Linked DNA regions of Mus musculus: region 1 is linked to region 2. Evidence: chromatin contacts called from public HiChIP or PLAC-seq data. All regions are on one chromosome and are shown on one strand. The core of a region is the stretch at or near the end of the contact, and the rest is flanking DNA. Distances in the headings are between cores, read along the strand shown.

The links. HiChIP or PLAC-seq counts read pairs in DNA pulled down with a chosen protein or histone mark.
Region 1: a contact with region 2 is called in an HNF4G HiChIP or PLAC-seq map of pancreatic cancer cells. The contact joins two enhancer-like sites. A contact is called at or near these places in 1 of 39 promoter capture datasets (the HPC-7 cell line), 3 of 115 datasets of contacts at active chromatin or transcription factors (the NIH/3T3 cell line, bone marrow-derived macrophages and pancreatic cancer cells) and 1 of 9 other capture datasets (embryonic stem cells).

The regions. Positions count from the first base shown.
Region 1 is chr5:135,877,306-135,881,445 of GRCm38.p6, reverse strand. No RefSeq gene overlaps it. Among named protein-coding and RNA genes, the nearest start is that of Gm22450, 3.7 kb to the right of the region's middle. Within about 2 kb of position 1,800, at least 146 of the 459 cell types and tissues checked have an H3K27ac peak or open chromatin away from gene starts, as enhancers often do. A contact at or near this core is called in the NIH/3T3 cell line and pancreatic cancer cells, where this site is marked.
Region 2 is chr5:135,520,283-135,524,027 of GRCm38.p6, reverse strand. All of the region lies in intron 1 of Hip1 (huntingtin interacting protein 1), which reads left to right. Among named protein-coding and RNA genes, the nearest start is that of Gm52790, 14 kb to the left of the region's middle. Within about 2 kb of position 1,442, at least 71 of the 459 cell types and tissues checked have an H3K27ac peak or open chromatin away from gene starts, as enhancers often do. A contact at or near this core is called in the NIH/3T3 cell line and pancreatic cancer cells, where this site is marked.

The sequences.
Region 1 (4,140 bases), core at 551-3,050, 360 kb before region 2:
ATATGTCATGGCCCATGTTTGGATGCCATGAGACTGCTCACCAGAGGCAGTCTCTCCTCTGATCATGTGGGTTCCTGGGATTGAACTCCGGTCATCCCAGGGAGAGCCTCTACCCAGTGGCTCTCATTTACTTAACTGACATCATTGTGCCGGGTCCCAAATGTCATGAAGTATGTCTGGTGAGCTGGCGTCTCTCTCAGTGGCCTTCAAGTTTTTATTTTCATTTTGTTCTGCTTGTTTGAGACAGGGTCTTGCTATGTGACACTAATTGACCTGGAACTCACTGTGTAGACTAGGTTGGTTTTGAACTTGTGACGTCTTGCTGCCTCTACCTTTCAAGTGTGTGCCACCATACCCAGTTTGTGTTCTTTCATTTTGGACATTGTGGCTCGTGTGTGTGTGTGTGTGTGTGTGTGTGTGAGTGTGTGTGTGTGTGTGAGTGTGTATGTGTGTGTGTGTATGTGTGTGTGTGAGTGTGTGTGTGTGTGTGAGTGTGTGTGTGTGTGAGTGTGTGTGTGTGTGTGTGTGTGTGTGTGTGTGTGTGTGGCTGGAGACACGGGGATGCTGTTCTCCCTGCTCTGCAGGCCGATGCAGATGGGTTGAAAGCAAAGGTCTGCCTGGGCTACAGAATGAGATTATATCCCAAAATAAAAAGCAAGAAAAGGAGGCTGAGGAGACAGCTCAGTGGTTATCTCTGCAGCTATGAGCACTTGTTGCAATTCCAGAGGACCGGGGTTCGAATCCCAGCCCCTGATTCTAGCTCTAAGAGATTCAAGTCCTCTTCTAGATTTACATACATGTGTGCACAGACATGGAGGCAGGTAAAAAAAAACACCCATATACATAAAAATAAGAAAAAAAGAGTCAAAAGATGGCATGGGGTATGGCTCAGTGGTAGAACTCCTCTGCATTATCATGGAGTCTGGGTTCAATTCCCAGCACTGAAGAAAAAAAAAAAAAAAAAAAAGAGGATGGGAGACACAGAGGGAAGAAAGGGAGGGTAGAAGAGAGAGAAGAGAAAGGTATAGGAGGAGCATGGTCCAAGCCTTCAGTTGAGAGCCAGAAGCAGGCAGATCTGAGTCTGAGATTAACCTGCTCTACATAATGAGTTCAAGGCCAAGCAGAGATATATGGAGGAGCTGGGGTGGGCAGGAAGGGTAGAGGGGTGGGAGGGGGAAGAGACAGGAGCAACTTTATCATCTAGAGATTTCCCTGAACTCTGTGGCTGACAGGCCATAGCCCCACTTCTGCGGAGTCTGGGGTTTCCTCCATGGAAGAGCCCCTCCTCTTGTCTGTAACCTCAACGTCTGGAGTGCTCTGAGAAGTGACTCCCTCCTCCCTTTTCGAAAGTGCCTGAGTTTTTGGCCATGCCAGCCACACCCTTGACAGGCCTCTGCCAGCTGCACCCCAGCCAGCCCCTCCCTTTCTGGCTCAGCCTCAGAGAACACTCTGGAGTCTTCCGGGAGCTGCTAGGCAGAGAGGCCCGACAGCTGATGGATTGTACCAGTCACCGGCTTTACTGGGTACCAGAAATAAGCATAGTCATCGGTATAGCACACTCGACGTGGGGGTGTCTGGGGTCTCTCCCAGAACATCTCAATGTGTCTCCCTGGGAGTCTGATTTCCCCACTGGCATGAAGCTTGCCTACCCCCATCATTACTGAAGGGGATCAACAAGGGGCCAGGTGACAGGGCTAGGGAGCCATTCTCCATCCCCAACTGTTCTTGGCCGTAGAGCCGAGAGAATCTGTCTAGCTAGGGAGTCTGGGGACCTGAGTGCTTTTGACCTTGGCCAGAGGCCAGCAAATGTGACTCATTTTCTTCATCTGCACAATGAGACCATTGGACTGGATGTTCTGGAAGTCTCCAGGGCTGTGAATCAAGTTTCTCCTCTGCTATTGCCTCCCCCGCCCCCTGTGCCGTCTGCGACTTCTTGCTCTGTAAAGGCTAAAGGGCTGCAGTGTGCACACAGGCATTGCTTGACCAAACTTAGACTTTCCCTAGGCCCTTCTAACACTCCCTTGTCAAATTCAGTTGTAGCAAAACCATGCTAAGTGCGTTCTGTGTGGACTGTTAAAATGGCTTAGTAGGTAAAGACACTTGCCACTAAGCCTGGTGAGTCCTGGGGCTCACAGAGTGAAAGGAGAGAGCAGAAAAGTTGTTTTCTGACTTTCATATGTGTGTCATAGTATGTGCGGTAGACCCACACACTCGCGCATGTGCACCCAAATAAATATATATTAGAAAAAGGAGCTAGAATCCTTCTAGCTTGGTTTAGCTCAAATCCGCTTCATCGACACCCACACACATAAAAATCAACTGTAGGGGCTGGAGAGATGGCTCAGCGGTTAAGAGCAGTGACTGCTCTTCCAGAGGTCCTGAGTTCAAATCCCAGCAACCACATGGTGTCTCACAACCATCTATAATGAGATCTGATGCCCTCTTCTGGTGTGTACTTACATATAATAAATAAATAAATAAATAAATAAATAAATATTTTTAAAAATCAATTGTGGAGATTTTGAGTGCTCTACTTGCCTCTGCCTCCTGAGTGCTGGGACTAAAGCCACAACTGCCCAGCTGAATACATGTTTTAATGACAGACGCAGGCTTGGGAGGTGTGGAGTCCACTTCTGGGAGTACCCCAGAGAGGCAAGGACTAGGGATAGCAGTGGACTCAACCTGATTTATGTGTTACATTGGCTTGGGGGCTTTCATTGTAGACACTGATTAAAGACACAGGGACCTGGGGAGAGAGCTTCGTCCTGCAAATATGAAGACCCGAGTTCCATTCCTAGTACCTATTCGAAAAGAAACCAGATAGGACGATGTATGCTTGTAATGCCAGTGGTAGGAAGATGGAGACAGAAGAGTTAATTCCTGGGCCTTGTAGGCCAGCCACCCTAGGCTCTGGGCCAGTGAGACTGCCTCTCAACAAAAACAAAGAGGGTGTCACCTGAGGAACAACACCCATGTCTTCTAGTCTCCACAGGCACACAGATGTGCACTTCCACATACACATAATTTACAACCTCTTCTAACACACACACACACACACACACACACACACACACACACACACACGGCCGGGGGGCTGTTCTCTAGTTGTGTGTTGGGATAGAAACCATTGGGGTGCTTCATGTGAGTCCCATCAGATAAAGGCTGACCAATATAAGAGTGAGTAGCTAAATCCCCAATCCGGAAGAGCTAGTTCCAGGGTCTAGAGCCAGGAGTGCCAAACCCGGGCATCCTGGGGAAGGACGGCCCCGCCCATTCTCCAGGCAACGGTGGGCAGGGATCCATACTTCCTGTTTTCGCGTGGTGAACCCGGTCGTGTTTTCCTGGTCCCGCAAGGAATAGAGCAGAGGGCAGACTGGGCCTGAATCCCCCGGAGTTTTTCTTATCTTGCATAGCCAAGGAAGCTCAGAGGGCTGGGAGCCTCCCGCGGAAGGTATCCCCTAAGCCACCTTTCCACCACTCTGTCTCCCTCTAGTGTCTGCTCACTGCCAACAACCTTATCATTGATTCAGGGCGTCTGGAATTGCTGGGGAGGGGGGCGGGGATTGTTTGTTTTGTTTTTTTCTTTCTTTCGTTTACGCATTCAATAAACATTTCAAAGGTAACTGTGGCGGGGAGGTGGCGCAATCCTTTAGCTCCAGCACTGTGGAGGTAAAGGCAGGCAGATCTCTGTGAGTTCTTGGCCAGAACTCTTGTGAGTTCCAGAATAGCCAGGGCTACACAAAGAAACCCTATGGGAGTGTGGCGGGGGAATTTAGGGAAACAACAAATAAATGAATAGCCGAGGGTGCATTTTGGAAATAACAGTGCACCGTCTTGGGGAGATATTTCCTTTTCCCTGTGGCTGTTTGGTTTGGGAATCTGACAGGATGAAGGTCTCTGTGCTTTCAACAACAACAACAACAACAACGACAACGACAATGATAATAGTGGTAGGCTGAGATGGCTCAGTAGCTGGGGGCATTTGCCAAAATAGGCTTGGTAACTTGAGTTTGCTGCTGGAAACCCATGTAGAGGAAGAAGGAGAGAACTAACTCTACAAAGTTCGCCCTCTGGCGTCCATGTGCGCATTGCGTTATGTCCCACACCATCCACATACACGTAAAATTTAAAAACAGAAAT
Region 2 (3,745 bases), core at 193-2,692:
AGGAAGAAAGAAAGAAAAAGGAAGGAAGAAAAGAAGTGTTTGTTTCGACTCACAGTTCCTCGGTACAGCACCCTAGGGTGGGGAGAACATGGCGGAGCGTGAGATGGCTGGTCACATGGCAACCACGGTCAGGAAGCTCAGGAAGCAGAGAGGAGAGAGAGAGATGGCTGCTGGAGTTCAGCCTGCCTTCTATTTATTTAGTAAAGGCCTCCAGCCTAGGGAATGGTGGCGCCCACATTAGGGTGGGTCTTGCCATTTCATTTACCCCATTTGAAGAGTTCCTCACAGCTGTGCCTGAAGGTTTGTCCCTTGGATGATTCTTGAGCCTGTCAAGGGGACAACAACATAAACCACCACAGCATACAAACAGCTGTAGCTTTTGTCTCGCTTTGTTTTGTTTTTTTTAAAGAGACAAGTTCACACACACTTTGTTTTTTTTTCAGAGTTTCACTGTGTAGCCCTGGCTGTCCTGGAACTCACTCTGTAGACCAGGCTGGTACTGAACTCAGAGATCCTCCTGTCTCTGCTTCCCAAATGTTGGGATAAAAGGCATGCGCCACCACTGCCTGGCAAGTTCTCACACTCTTAATATTCATTGGCTTGAAACTCACTGTTCTAACCCAGACTGACATCATATTCACAGTGATCCCGTCTCAGCTTCCTGAGTGCTAGGATTATAAGTGTGTACAACATGGCTACAAAAAATGTAATGATGATTATTGGTATTTTAGAAAATTATTCAAGAAAAAGCTCAAACATAACCACAATAACAACCTTCCTCCCCCCCCCCCAAATGCCCAAAACAACAACAAACACCTTTCCATGCTGGGGCAGCAAGATGGAGGTAGATAGGGCACCTGCCTAGAATCCCCCAGGGAGGGGCTGGGGGCGTGGCTCAGTGGTAGAGCCCCTGCCTAGAATCCCCCAGGGAGGGACTGAGGGTGTGGGTCAGCAGTACAGCACTTGTCCAGTGTATGTGTCCTTGATTTCATCCCCAGCCTGGTAAATCATCCCAAAATGGCAATTTTTCTCATTCCCTAGGTGAGGCAGCAGCTATTGTCTTTCTTTAGGGCTGGAATATTCATGTCCCCAATGAGGGATAATCTAGGGTTCTCTTTGCCAAGGTGCCTGTAATCCCGTAAGCCCTTCTGGTTGGTTTTGCTGTTGTCTTTCCCCTGTGGCTACGTTCTTGGTACCATGTTCTGATCACCATGTCAATCAATCAGCGGATAACATTTTTAGGGCTTGCTGTGCCAGGCGCGGAATGAGTTGCTCCACTCAGGGAGGCTGTCTGGTCCCTTGAGGGTGGGACCTGTCATCTTGTTGTCTTCTTTGCTTGTGCTACTGAGATCCACTGAAGTTGGAATGAGTGAGGTCTTTGGAATGTCAGCATGCCCTCCCCGGCGCTCACTATTGAGCCAGATAGGTCTGCAGAGCCAGACGCTGGAGCCGGGGATGAATCACACTTGATTGCAGAGTTCAAGTTACTTTTGGAGCAGAGGAGGCTGGGATGTGAATGATGAAATGATAAATAGGGGCTGAGTGGCTGAGTGGTCAAGGCTCAGCCTTCTGTAACCACAACATCAAGGGATGCCTAAAAATAGTAGAAAGAGCCCAGGGAGGCGGGATTAATCATCTCCAGCTACTTGTGAGAGTACTTGGAACTGTACAGTGCCTCTCAGCTTCAGAGAAGTCACAGGGAGCCAGCAGCAGTGACAGGTGGGATTGGAAGGACCAGGCTCGAGCTAAAGAGAAGCTGGGGAAGTGACCATGCCACTGCAAAAGTCCCAGACGGCGTTGTGTCCTGGGGGCTGGAATGTTTTGTGGGTTTGTTTTGTTTGACTCACGCACTGGGCTTTTTATTTATTTATTTTTAAATTTTGTTTTGTTTTGTTTTAAACTAGAGCTTAAATGGCTTTGTATGGAGAACTCAGCTATATCCCTCGCCCTGGTCCTTGCCCTCCCATTTGACGCTGACCTTTTGTGCATTGAATGACAGAATCCAGACCTTGTTGTGTGAAATGAAACCCCAGAATGCATGGGGAAAAAAAGTGAGACTTAATGAGCGAGTTCACTGTAAGGAATACAAGAGGTGGGAACTAGGTGTGTGAAGGTCAGAAATACGGATGTAGATGAAGATGCAGTGTTGGCCATCTTGAAAGTGTACCAGGAAGGGTAGAGTGTGGTGTGATGCGCCGCAATTGTTATCCCAGAACTTAAGAGCCTGAGCTCCATCTCCAGGTCCCACAGAAGAAGGAAAGAATCAGCTCCTGCAAGTTTTACACACACACACACACACACACACACACACACACGCGCGCGCACGCGCACGCGCACACGCACAGGCGCACACGCACACACACACGCACACGCACACACACGCACACACACGCGCACGCGCACGCGCACACGCACAGGCGCACAGGCGCACAGGCGCACACGCACACGCACACGCACACGCACACACACACACACACACACATTTATGTGAAGACAATTATAAACCAGATGGTGGTGTTGCACACCTTTAGTTCCATCTCTTGAGAGGCAGAATGTTTGAGGCCAGCCTGGTCTATAGAATGGGTTCCAGGACAGCCAGGGGTACACGGAGAAAACTTGTCTTAAAAAAACAAAACAGGAAGAAAAGAAAAGAGAAGAGAAGAGAAGAGAAGAGAAGAGAAGAGAAGAGAAGAGAAAAGAGAAGAAAAGAAGAGAGAAGAAAAGAACACTATAAACCCCTTCTTTAAGATAGAGTCTCACACAGCTCAGGCTAGCCTTGAACTCACTATGGAACTGAAGCTAACCTAGTCCTCTTGATGCCCCATTTCAATCCCCCAGTGCTAGGATGACACGAATGTGTCTCTACAATCTAGCTAAAACTTTCTGAAAATGATTTCAGCATGGAGGTCCATGCTGTGCTAAACACCAGAGTGGTGTTTGGTTTGGTTTGGTTTGGTTTGGTTTGGTTTGGTTTGGTTTGGTTTGGTTTTTTGAGATAGGCTACAGCTAGATGTAGCCCTGGCTGTCCTGGAACTCACTCTGTAGACCAGGCTGACCTTGAACTCAGAAATCTGCCTGCCTGCTTCTGCCTCCCAAGTGCTGGGATTAAAGGCCTGTGCCACCACTGCCCGGCCAAAGTGTTTGTTTGTGGGAGAGAAAGGTTGGGTGGGCAGGGGCAGGGGAACATGCAGAGAAGGGAGATGTATAACAAATGTGTCCTTGACATGGTGGCAGAAGAGAGAGTTCCCTCAAGATGCCACACACAGCCCCATCTATCCTTCTCTGCCTCACTGGGTCAGTGAAAAAATAAGCTACATTTTAAAAAAATTCTTAACATTTATTAGCCAGGCATTATGGCACATGCCTTTAATCCTAGCACTTGAGACGCAGAGGCAGGCAGATCTCTGTGGGGCTAGCCTGATCTACAAAATCTAGAACAGGCAGGGTTGAGTAGAGAGAATATGTCTCAATTTTTTAAAAATTTATTTTGCATATATGGATGTTTTGCCTGCATATATACATACATACACACATACACTGTACAACATATATGCCTGGTACCCACAGAGATTAGATAAGAGCATTGGGTGCTCTGAAACTGGCATTACAAATGGTTGTGAGCCACCATCTTGCCAAGAATCCCTGGGTCTTCTACAAGAGCAGCAAGTGCTCTTAGCTGCTGACTCATCTCTCCAGCCCAATAAGCTATTTTAAATAGTTTATGTGTATTATGTGTAAACACACG